Linked DNA regions of Mus musculus: region 1 is linked to region 2. A link is a contact called in public Micro-C data. All regions are on one chromosome and are shown on one strand. The core of a region is the stretch at or near the end of the contact, and the rest is flanking DNA. Distances in the headings are between cores, read along the strand shown.

Region 1 (4,366 bases), core at 235-2,734, 84 kb before region 2:
TGTCTGCCTAGATTTAGGATGGCTTTACACAATAGGTGCAAGAGAGCTAGAAACACATTAAGACTAACAGTTGCCTCTCACGGCCCCAGCACCACATTCATTTTGATAGAGCTTCCTGATTAAGATTGAAACTAAATTTCTCAATTAGAGACCCAAGGCAGAAAAAACAAACATTCAAATAAAAACCAAGGTGTTAAAATAATCTAGTTCTCCATACCAGAGATATCAAACTAGGACAGAATTGAAAGAGTTGAGATCTGTTCCCTCAGCAATCAAATTCACTGCCAAGAGCATGAGCTTAATATCCAATTACCAAGTCTAGTCTCACTCTGTAGTCCAGGCTAGCCTGGAATTCACAGACTTCTTGACTCACCCTCCTAAGTACAATGGAATTACAAACATAAGTTACCTCAATGAGTTTATTGTCCTTGAAAGAAAGATAAAAACAGTTCTACCTCCAGGCTTCTGAGTACAGTAGTCCACACCTGTAATCCTAGAATTTGGGAGCCTTAGGCAGAAAGACCAGGGAATCAAGGTTATCTTTGGATACCATAGCATACAGGACTACTTGAAAGCCTACCTCAAAAACCAAAATGGGAGCATGTTTGTTAGAATTTTTGTTTTGTATTAATTTTTTCAAGGGGGGGGGTTTCTCTGTATAACAGTCCTGGCTGACCTGGAACCTGCTCTATATAGACCAGGCTGGCCTCAAAGTCTCAGAGATCCACCTGCCTCTGCTTCCCAAGTGCTGGAATTAAAAGTATACGCCACCATTCCTGCCATCCTTCCTCCCATACTGCCCCCAACACACACACAAATAAACATGAGGCTACTGAGATAGCTCAGTGGGAAGGAGTAACTGCTGCTAAGCCTGATTTCCTGAGTTCAGTTCCTTGGACCCACACGTTAGAAGACAAGAAGTGACTTCCATAAGCTGCCCTCTGATCTGCACATGTTCCTGTTCACACATGCATACCTAAAACTAATGAAATTGAAAATGGGTAAATAAATAAATAAATATTGAGGGAGTAAGACTATCTGACCTCCACTGACCTCCACTGACCTCCACAATTCTTGCCAGAATACTTCAGGTTCTTGGAATCGGGGCACTCACTATATTCACCCACTTCTGATTCTCTGGGTCAACAACTGCTGTTCCTCCCCTCCCCTCCCCTCCCCTCCCCTCCCCTCTCCTCTCCTCTCCTCTCCTCTCCTCTGTTGTGCCCACATCTGAGATAGTTTAAGAATTGTTTTTCTAGTGGCCACTGGGAGCTTAGGAAAAAGTACAGGGACAGACCTCAGTTACTCAGTTCAATGAATATTCTGGCATCCCAAGCTGAATGGGGGTGGGGCAGACCCACCTTCTGGGATATTTTGAAAGCTTCCAAAAATAGCCTCAAGGCCTCAGTCAGAGTGTTCTGGGCCAGGACACAGACTGAATGTTGGAACTCACACTCTGCCAAGTTCCCACCCAGGCTCCCATCCCATGACTGAGCAAACCAGTTTTCCCTCGATTTTCTTTAATTGTCTTCTAGAGAGCCACACCCAAGCCTGAAACATCCAAATTTAGCTCCAAGTCTCATCCTTAGCTTCTCTGCAGAGAGAACAGCTTACCTTAAAAAAAAGTACAAGAAAATTAAATTAAAATATTTGCTTTGTTTTGAGACTTGGTCTTTTGCAGCTCAGGGTAGACTCAGATTCATTATGGGGCTGGGAATGGCCTTGAATATCCCATCTCCACCTTTAGTGACTGGAATTGCAGGTCACCAAGCCCATGTTTAGTTCCTCTGTCTTTTTTTTTTCTTTCTATGTGTGTGCATGTAGAAGGGGGTTATGATTGCACTTGGAGGCCAGAGTTCAAGCTCAGGTATTATTTTTCAGCTGTCCCCTACCTTATTTTTCAGAAACAATCTCTCAGTTAACAAAATTAGTTCAGTGCCTGTCAGCTCCGGGAATCTTTCTGTATCTGCCCACTCTGGCACTGGGAATACACAGACAGATAGCACCACACCAGGTTTTTTATTCCCTAGGTGGGTGCTGGAATCAAACTCAGGCCATTATGCATACATAGCAAGCACTTTACTGAATGAGCTATCTCCATTATCCCAAATTTTTTACTTCTCATGGTCCCAGTACACTTAGTGAAGAGAAAGGAGAGGATGAAACACTCATGAGCACAGAAATCAAGAAATAAATGACAAAGGAATTTGAAAGAGACAAAAAAAGGCAGAGTGGTTGGGAGAAAAACACAATGTATGGTGTCCACAATACCAACATGAAGAAGACAAAGTAAGACGTGGGTATGGTAGGGCATTCCTAGAATCCCAGTATTTGGAAGTCTGAAGCAGGTAGTCTGTTAAGAGCTTGAGGAGGCCACTCTGGGCTACATAGTGAACTCCAGGATAACCTTAGCTAGAAGTTAGACTTTGTCTCCAAAACAAAACTACAGGGCTGATGAGATGGCTTAGCAGGTCCAGGTACTTCGTGTCAAGGCTGACTGATGACTGTCCTTCAGTCATTTGCTCTCACAAAGTGACAGGAGAGTGAAGTGGAAACTTCTAGTTTCTTTGAAAAGTTAGTGATGTCAAATGATGTTTTACTGGGGAGCACAGGTGAAAGGACATCTTGCTTAAAGCAAACATGTGAGAGACTGTTTTCCTAAAGCTGGAGACACAGGTGAAAGGATGTTTGCATATAGCAAACACGTGAAAGGACCCATGATGAAGGAGTATAAATATGACCCCACAGACAGTGGGAGATGAGCATTGAGAATTGGTTTGGTTTGCTCTGTCTCCCTATTCTCTAACCAATACTTGCATGTATTGGTTCCTCTTACATAGCATTGTTGAGCTCAATTTGTGGTAACACTGCCATTGAGAGAAGCTTACCCAAGAACTGCTCTTGAGGTTTCTGCAGCACCTCAGGCCAGTTGGTGAGCCTGGCAGTTTCTTCAGGATTGAACCACAGCTGCCTGGTGTCTGCTTGCTGAAAGGACTGGACTGTAGCTACGGATTGATGCTTGATGTCCGCCTGCCTAGAGGACCAATCTGCAGCTACTGAATGTATTTGTTGTTTGCTTTGGGACTGAACTGATGCCCAAGAAGATCAAGTTCACTTGCAAAGAACTATTGCTGAACAGGTCCACTTCCCTCATATCCTAATAACTTTTCTCTTCCACTACTCTGCTGGGTGGTGGGCTAGAGGAGAGGTTGAACAATTATTAAAAGTAGATTGCAAAAAAAATGTATGCTTACAGGAGAGAACTTACTCCTGAGAGTCACTTTCTAACCTCCACATACATGAATTGCCACCTACACCACAAACACACACACACACATTTAAAATTTTAAAATAAGCTGGAGATCTAGTTTAGTTGGTACAGTGCTTTCCCAATATGCGCAATGCCCTTGATTTAGTTCCACTTCCACATAAGTGGTGCTACCTATGATTCCAGCAATCAGAGAAATAAATGTAGGAGGATTAGATGTTCTAAGTCATCTTCCTCTACCACCTAGCAAGTTCATAATCAGCATGGGCTGCAAAAAAAATTCTATCTTAAAAAATTACAAAAGAAAAAAAAAAGGAAAACTTCAGAGGGAAGAGAAAGGGGTGGGATAGACTCAGAGAGATGGGAGAGCAAGGAGTAGTAGGAAAAAACAAAGAGAGAAGAAAAGGAATCATTGCCCATCCTTAACCCTAGCATCAAGCCAACAGACACAGTAAGAATGCTGTGACTCTTGTAATATCAGCAGTGGAGGTGATGGCTAGAGTATTATGGGTTTGAGGCCCGTTTGTGAATGAAGTCCTAATGTGAACCACAAAGATCCAGTGCTCCAGAGGTGCTGGTAGTTCCAGTCCCCAGATGAAATACTCAAGGTAAACATGGACATGAACCCAAGTAACCCTCATTTTTGCATAATGATGCATAATGCATCAGGCACTCACATCCACTTAATGTATACTACAGATGCATAGACAAAAAGATATAAAAGAAAGTATACAGCTAGTGGAGTATAGTTCAATTGCCTAACACATACAAGTCTTTGAAGTATTTTGGCTTCCTTTTTGATATATGATGTTGCTGTATAGCTCTGTGTTACAGTAACTTCTGTTCACCTGATGTAATTGTTGTCTCCCAGGCTTATTGCCTCTGTCGGTTAACTCTAGCCCCTTCCCCCAATCTTATCTAGACCTAGAATGTTTTCAGTCTCCAAGGCTTACTACTGAATAAGCTCACCCTTTCTTGTTCTTTCTGAACTCTGCTGACTGGTTCAACTCAGCTGTTCTGACTCAAACTCCTTCCCAAACTGACTGCTTCAATCTACCTTCTCTCTCTCAGCCTCTGACTAAATTGTTATGCCTAGCC
Region 2 (4,577 bases), core at 11-2,510:
TGCGCAGAGACGGAGAGGCGGGAAGGGGCATAGAGGTTGGACTGCATAGACAGAGAGGACTCGGGAGGGGGGGCGGGGCATAGAGGTTGCGGGAGAGACCAAACACCCTAGAGACAAAGGGACATAGATGCTTAGGTTACAGAGGCTAAGGGACATAAAGGCTGGGCTGTATTGAGACAGGGAGGCCATAGGGGGGTAGAGACCAAGCTGCATAGACAGAGAGACCATGGGTGGTAGACATAGAGATTGGGCTGTATCCAGACAGAAAGGGGAAGAGGAGGGCATAGAGAACTTGTTGCATAGATACAGGGAGGTGTGTGGGGGGGGGGGGGGCGTGGGCATACAGGCTTAGGCAAAGATGCCAAGAGCAGCCGGGCGTGGTAGCTTATGCCTTTAATCCCGCACTCAGGAGGCAGAAGCAGGTGGATTTCTGAGTTCGAAGCCAGCCTGGTATACAGAGTGAGTTCCAGGACAGCCAGGGCTACATAGAGAAACCCTGTCTCAAAAAACAAAACAAAACAAATGCCAAGAGCAATAGTGAAAAAGGAGCCAAGAGAGATACAGGGACAGAGAGACTGAGGGGCAACATAAATGCTAAGGATCAGATGGCAGAGGGTCACAGAGGCTTAGCTGTATAAAGCAAGAGAGGACACAGGGGGCATAGAGTCCGAACTGTATAGAGACAGAGGCCACGGTGGGTTGGGGCCAAGTACCACCTGCATAGGGACAGAGAAGCAATGGGAGGAGGAGCCATAAAGGCTGGGCTGCACAGAGAACAGAGAAGTCACGGGGGTCATAGAAGCCAAGCTGCATAGAGATAGAGAGGCTCCAGGGGGTCGTAGAGGCTGGGCTCTGTACAGAGACGCGGGGGGGGGGGTGCTGTTGTGTTTATAAAAGGTAAAGAGGTGGGGGATATGTTCTATGGAGGTGTGGTAAGTATGGGGGAAGGGGGTGCCATGGTGGGCCCATGCTGAGGCATCCCTCCTCTCCCTCCCCCCCCCACCAGCCACATGACAGTATAGACTAGAGTTTATAAGAGGGTAGTAGAGGCAGAAAAAGACAGAGTAGAGGAGTAGAGGCTGGCCATGAGCAGGAGGAGAAAGAAGGGGGAGGAATGAGAGGGCAGAGCAAGAGAACAAGGAGGGGGAAAGCCGCCCTTTTATAGTGACTCAGGCATGCCTGGCTGTTGCTAGGTAACTGTGGGGGCGGAGCCTAGGCAAAATGCTAAGGAAGGGCAGAGAGATTGGATAGCATAGAGACAGGCCACGGGGATGGGGAGGTGCATAGAGGCCGGGCTGCATAGAGAAAGAGAGGCCACGTGGGGTGCATAGAGGCTGAGGGAAAGAGAGGCGGAGGGCCATAGAGACAATGGGGTATAGAGATAGAAGGACAGAGATGTATGGGGCTACAGAGATGTTGGGACTGAAAGACTGAGGGGCATAGAGGCTGCGCTGTATAGCGTCTGAGCGTCCACGGGGACCATGGAGCCGGAGCTAGCTACATAGACACAGGCCACAGGGGGCGCAGAGGCTGGGCTGGAGAGAAAGGCCACGATGTGTGTGTTGGGGGCGCGCAGAGCTCCAGCGGCCTATGCCCTATAGGCAGAGGGGCGAGGGAGGACGGGGCGCAGAGGCTGGGCTGCATAGAGACAGAGAGGCCGGGGCGGGGGAGCGGGGACATAGTGGCGGAAGGAAAGAGAGGTCTAGGGGCATAGAGCGAGGGACAGAGATGCCTAGGCTACAGAGATGTAGGTCCAGAGGCCGAGGGGCATAGAGGCTGGAGTGCAAAGAGCCAGAGAGGCCATGGTGGTTAGAAGCCAAGCTGCATAGAGATAGAGGGGGGAGGGGGGCATGGAGGCTGGGCTGTGTAGAGACAGAGAGGCCGGGAGGGGGCATAGAGGCCAAGCTGAGTGGAGATAGAGAGGCCAGAGGGGGAGCATAGAGGCGGAGCTTCATAGAGACGGGGGTGGGGGGGGGGGTGGGTATAGAGTTTAGGTTAGAGACAGAGCGTCCACGGTGGGGTGGGCGTGGCTTAGAGGCTTGGCTGTATAGAGAGTGGCCACGTGGGGTGCATAGAGGCTGAGGGAAAGAGAGGCCAAGGGCCATAGTGCTACAGAGATGTTGGGACAGAGAGGCTGAAGGTCTTAGAGGCTGTGCTGTATAGCGTCTGAGACTCCACCGGGACCATAGAGCCCAAGCTCCATGGCGACATAGAGGCCGAGCCTGCATAGAAACAGAGGGGCGGGGGACGGGGCATAGAGGCCGGACTGCATAAAGACAGAGAGGCCGCGGGGGCCGGGGGATAGAGACTGAGGGAAAGAGAGGCCGAGGGCCATAGTGACAATGGGACATAAAGAGTGACAGAGATTCATTGGGCTACAGAAATGTTGGGACAGAGAGGCTGAGAGGCATAGTAGCTGCGCTGTATAGAGTCAGAGTCTACAGGGTGGGGGCTACCCAAGCTACATAGACACAGAGTGGTCACGGGGCGTATAGAAGCTGAGCTGAATAGACACACAGGCCTCAGAAGACATAGAGCCTCGGTGGTAGAGACATAGAGGCCAAGGTATATAAGGACAGAGAAGGCTTGGGGGAATGGTGAGCGCATAGAGGCTGAGGGAAAGAGTCCGAGGGCCATAGAAACAATGGTGAATAGAGAGGGGCGGAGATGCAGAGAGCCTCAGATATAGGAACATAGGTACTAAGGGGCATAGAGTCTCAGCAACAGAGAAGCCACGCGGGGCATAGAGGCTGAGCTGCCTAGAGACACAGAGGCCATTGGTGGGGACGGGGACATAAAGGCTAAGTTCCTAGACACAGAGATACGAAGGTATAGAGGCCAAGATTCTTAGAGACACCAAGGGGCTTAAAGGCTACCGGAGGGGCTATAGAAGCTGAGGAAAAGATAGCCCGAGGGCCATAGAAACACAGGGACATAGAAATAGGGGGACAGAGAGAACACAGGGGAATAGAGGCTGAGGCTGCATAGAGAGACTGTCCATGGGAAGGGCCGTAGAGGCCAAGGGGCCTAGACACAGAGACTCCAATGGACATAGAAGCAGACCTGTATAAAGACGGAGATGCTGCGGGGGTAGTGGGGCATAGAGGCTGAGTGAAAGTGATGCCGAGGGCCATAGAGATACAGAGGGCCAACAGAGAGGTTGAGGGGCATACAGGCCAGGCTGCATAGAGATAGAGTGGCCACGGGGGTTGGGGAGGTGACATAGAGGCTGAGGGAAAGAGAGCCCGAGGGCCATAAAGAAATAGGAACAGAGGCTGACAGGCAGAGGGGCATAGAGGCTGAGCTGAATAAAGACAGAGATACCACTGAGGACATAGAGGCTGAACTGCATAGAGTCAGACAGGCCACAGTGGGGTGGAGGTGAGGGATAGAGGCTTAACTGTATAGAGACAGGCCACAGGGGACACAGGCTGAGCTTCATAGAGACAGAGGGGCCATGGGGGGCATAAAGATAGAGGGACAGAGAGGTTGATGGGAATAGTCTCACAGACAAAGATGCAGAGGGTCTTAGAGACAGAGGCTAGGAGGGACAAAAAGGTGGAGGGACAGAGAGGTCGTGTCATATAGACTGAGCTCTATAGAGACAGGCCTAGGAAAGGAAAGGGTGAGGGGCCCGATATGCTCAGGGCCATAGAGATAGAGGGACAGAGAGGCCAAGAGTTCTGACAGGCCTAAAGGAGGAGAGGCTGAGAGGCATAAAGACAAAGGGACAAGGAGGTTCCAGGGGCATAGAGGCCAAGCTGAATAGATACAGAGGTGCCAAAGGGCCGGAGAGGGTGAGGGCCATAGAGGTAGAGGGGCAGGGAGGCCAAAGGGCATACGACCTGAGGGAAAAAGAGAGGCCCAGGGACATAGAGGCTGAGAGGCATAAAGACAGGGTAGAAGGGGCAGGTGCAGAGGGGTTTAGAGACAGCAGCTGAGGATAGGAGAGGCTGAGGGACAGAGAAGCTGTGGGACATAGAGGTTCCTGGACAGAGATGCAGAACAACCTAGAGAGACAGGCTAGGAGAGGCTGAGGGAAAGAGGCCAAGGGACATAGTGGCTAATGGACGTTGACGCGTAAGAGTTGGAGGGCTGGAGAGGCTGTTGGGCATAGACACAGAGGGACAAAGAGGTCTCAGGGCATAGAGGCGGAGATGCATAGAGGGTTAATCACATACAGACAGAGGCCAAGGGGCATAAAGCTGAGGGACAGAGAAGCAGAGGGTAGAAGAGGATGTGGGCCATAGAGGTGGAGAGGCTGAAAATCAGAAGCACAAAGACAGAGGTGGAGGCAGAGAAGGGGGCTAGAGGGTAGAGACTTGGAGAAGAGACAGAAGCAGAGGAGCAAAGGAAGAAATGTAGGGGGAGACAGGCTAAGGGGTAGAAAGGCAGAGGAGTGGAGGCTGAGGCCTGGACACAGAGGCAGAAGCAGAGGTTGAGAGGCAGTGAGCCACACAGGCCAATTCAGAGTGAAGTAGAGATAGAGAGGCAGAAAGGCACAAGCTGAAATAACACAGACAGAGGCAAGAAAACCAGGAAGCAGGGGTAGAGGGGCAGAGAGGCAAGGTAAGAAA

What was found. A called contact is a pair of places that touch in the nucleus more often than the background predicts.
Region 1: a Micro-C map of embryonic stem cells shows a contact between it and region 2, with 3 times the contacts expected there. The contact joins two enhancer-like sites. A contact is called at or near these places in 1 of 484 Hi-C or Micro-C datasets (embryonic stem cells) and 2 of 9 other capture datasets (adipose tissue and liver).

Annotation. Positions count from the first base shown.
Region 1 is chrX:96,050,034-96,054,399 of GRCm38.p6, reverse strand. No RefSeq gene overlaps it. Among named protein-coding and RNA genes, the nearest start is that of Msn, 44 kb to the left of the region's middle. Within about 2 kb of position 1,484, at least 15 of the 459 cell types and tissues checked have an H3K27ac peak or open chromatin away from gene starts, as enhancers often do. A contact at or near this core is called in embryonic stem cells, where this site is marked.
Region 2 is chrX:95,965,459-95,970,035 of GRCm38.p6, reverse strand. No RefSeq gene overlaps it. Among named protein-coding and RNA genes, the nearest start is that of Las1l, 11 kb to the right of the region's middle. Within about 2 kb of position 1,260, at least 287 of the 459 cell types and tissues checked have an H3K27ac peak or open chromatin away from gene starts, as enhancers often do. A contact at or near this core is called in embryonic stem cells, where this site is marked.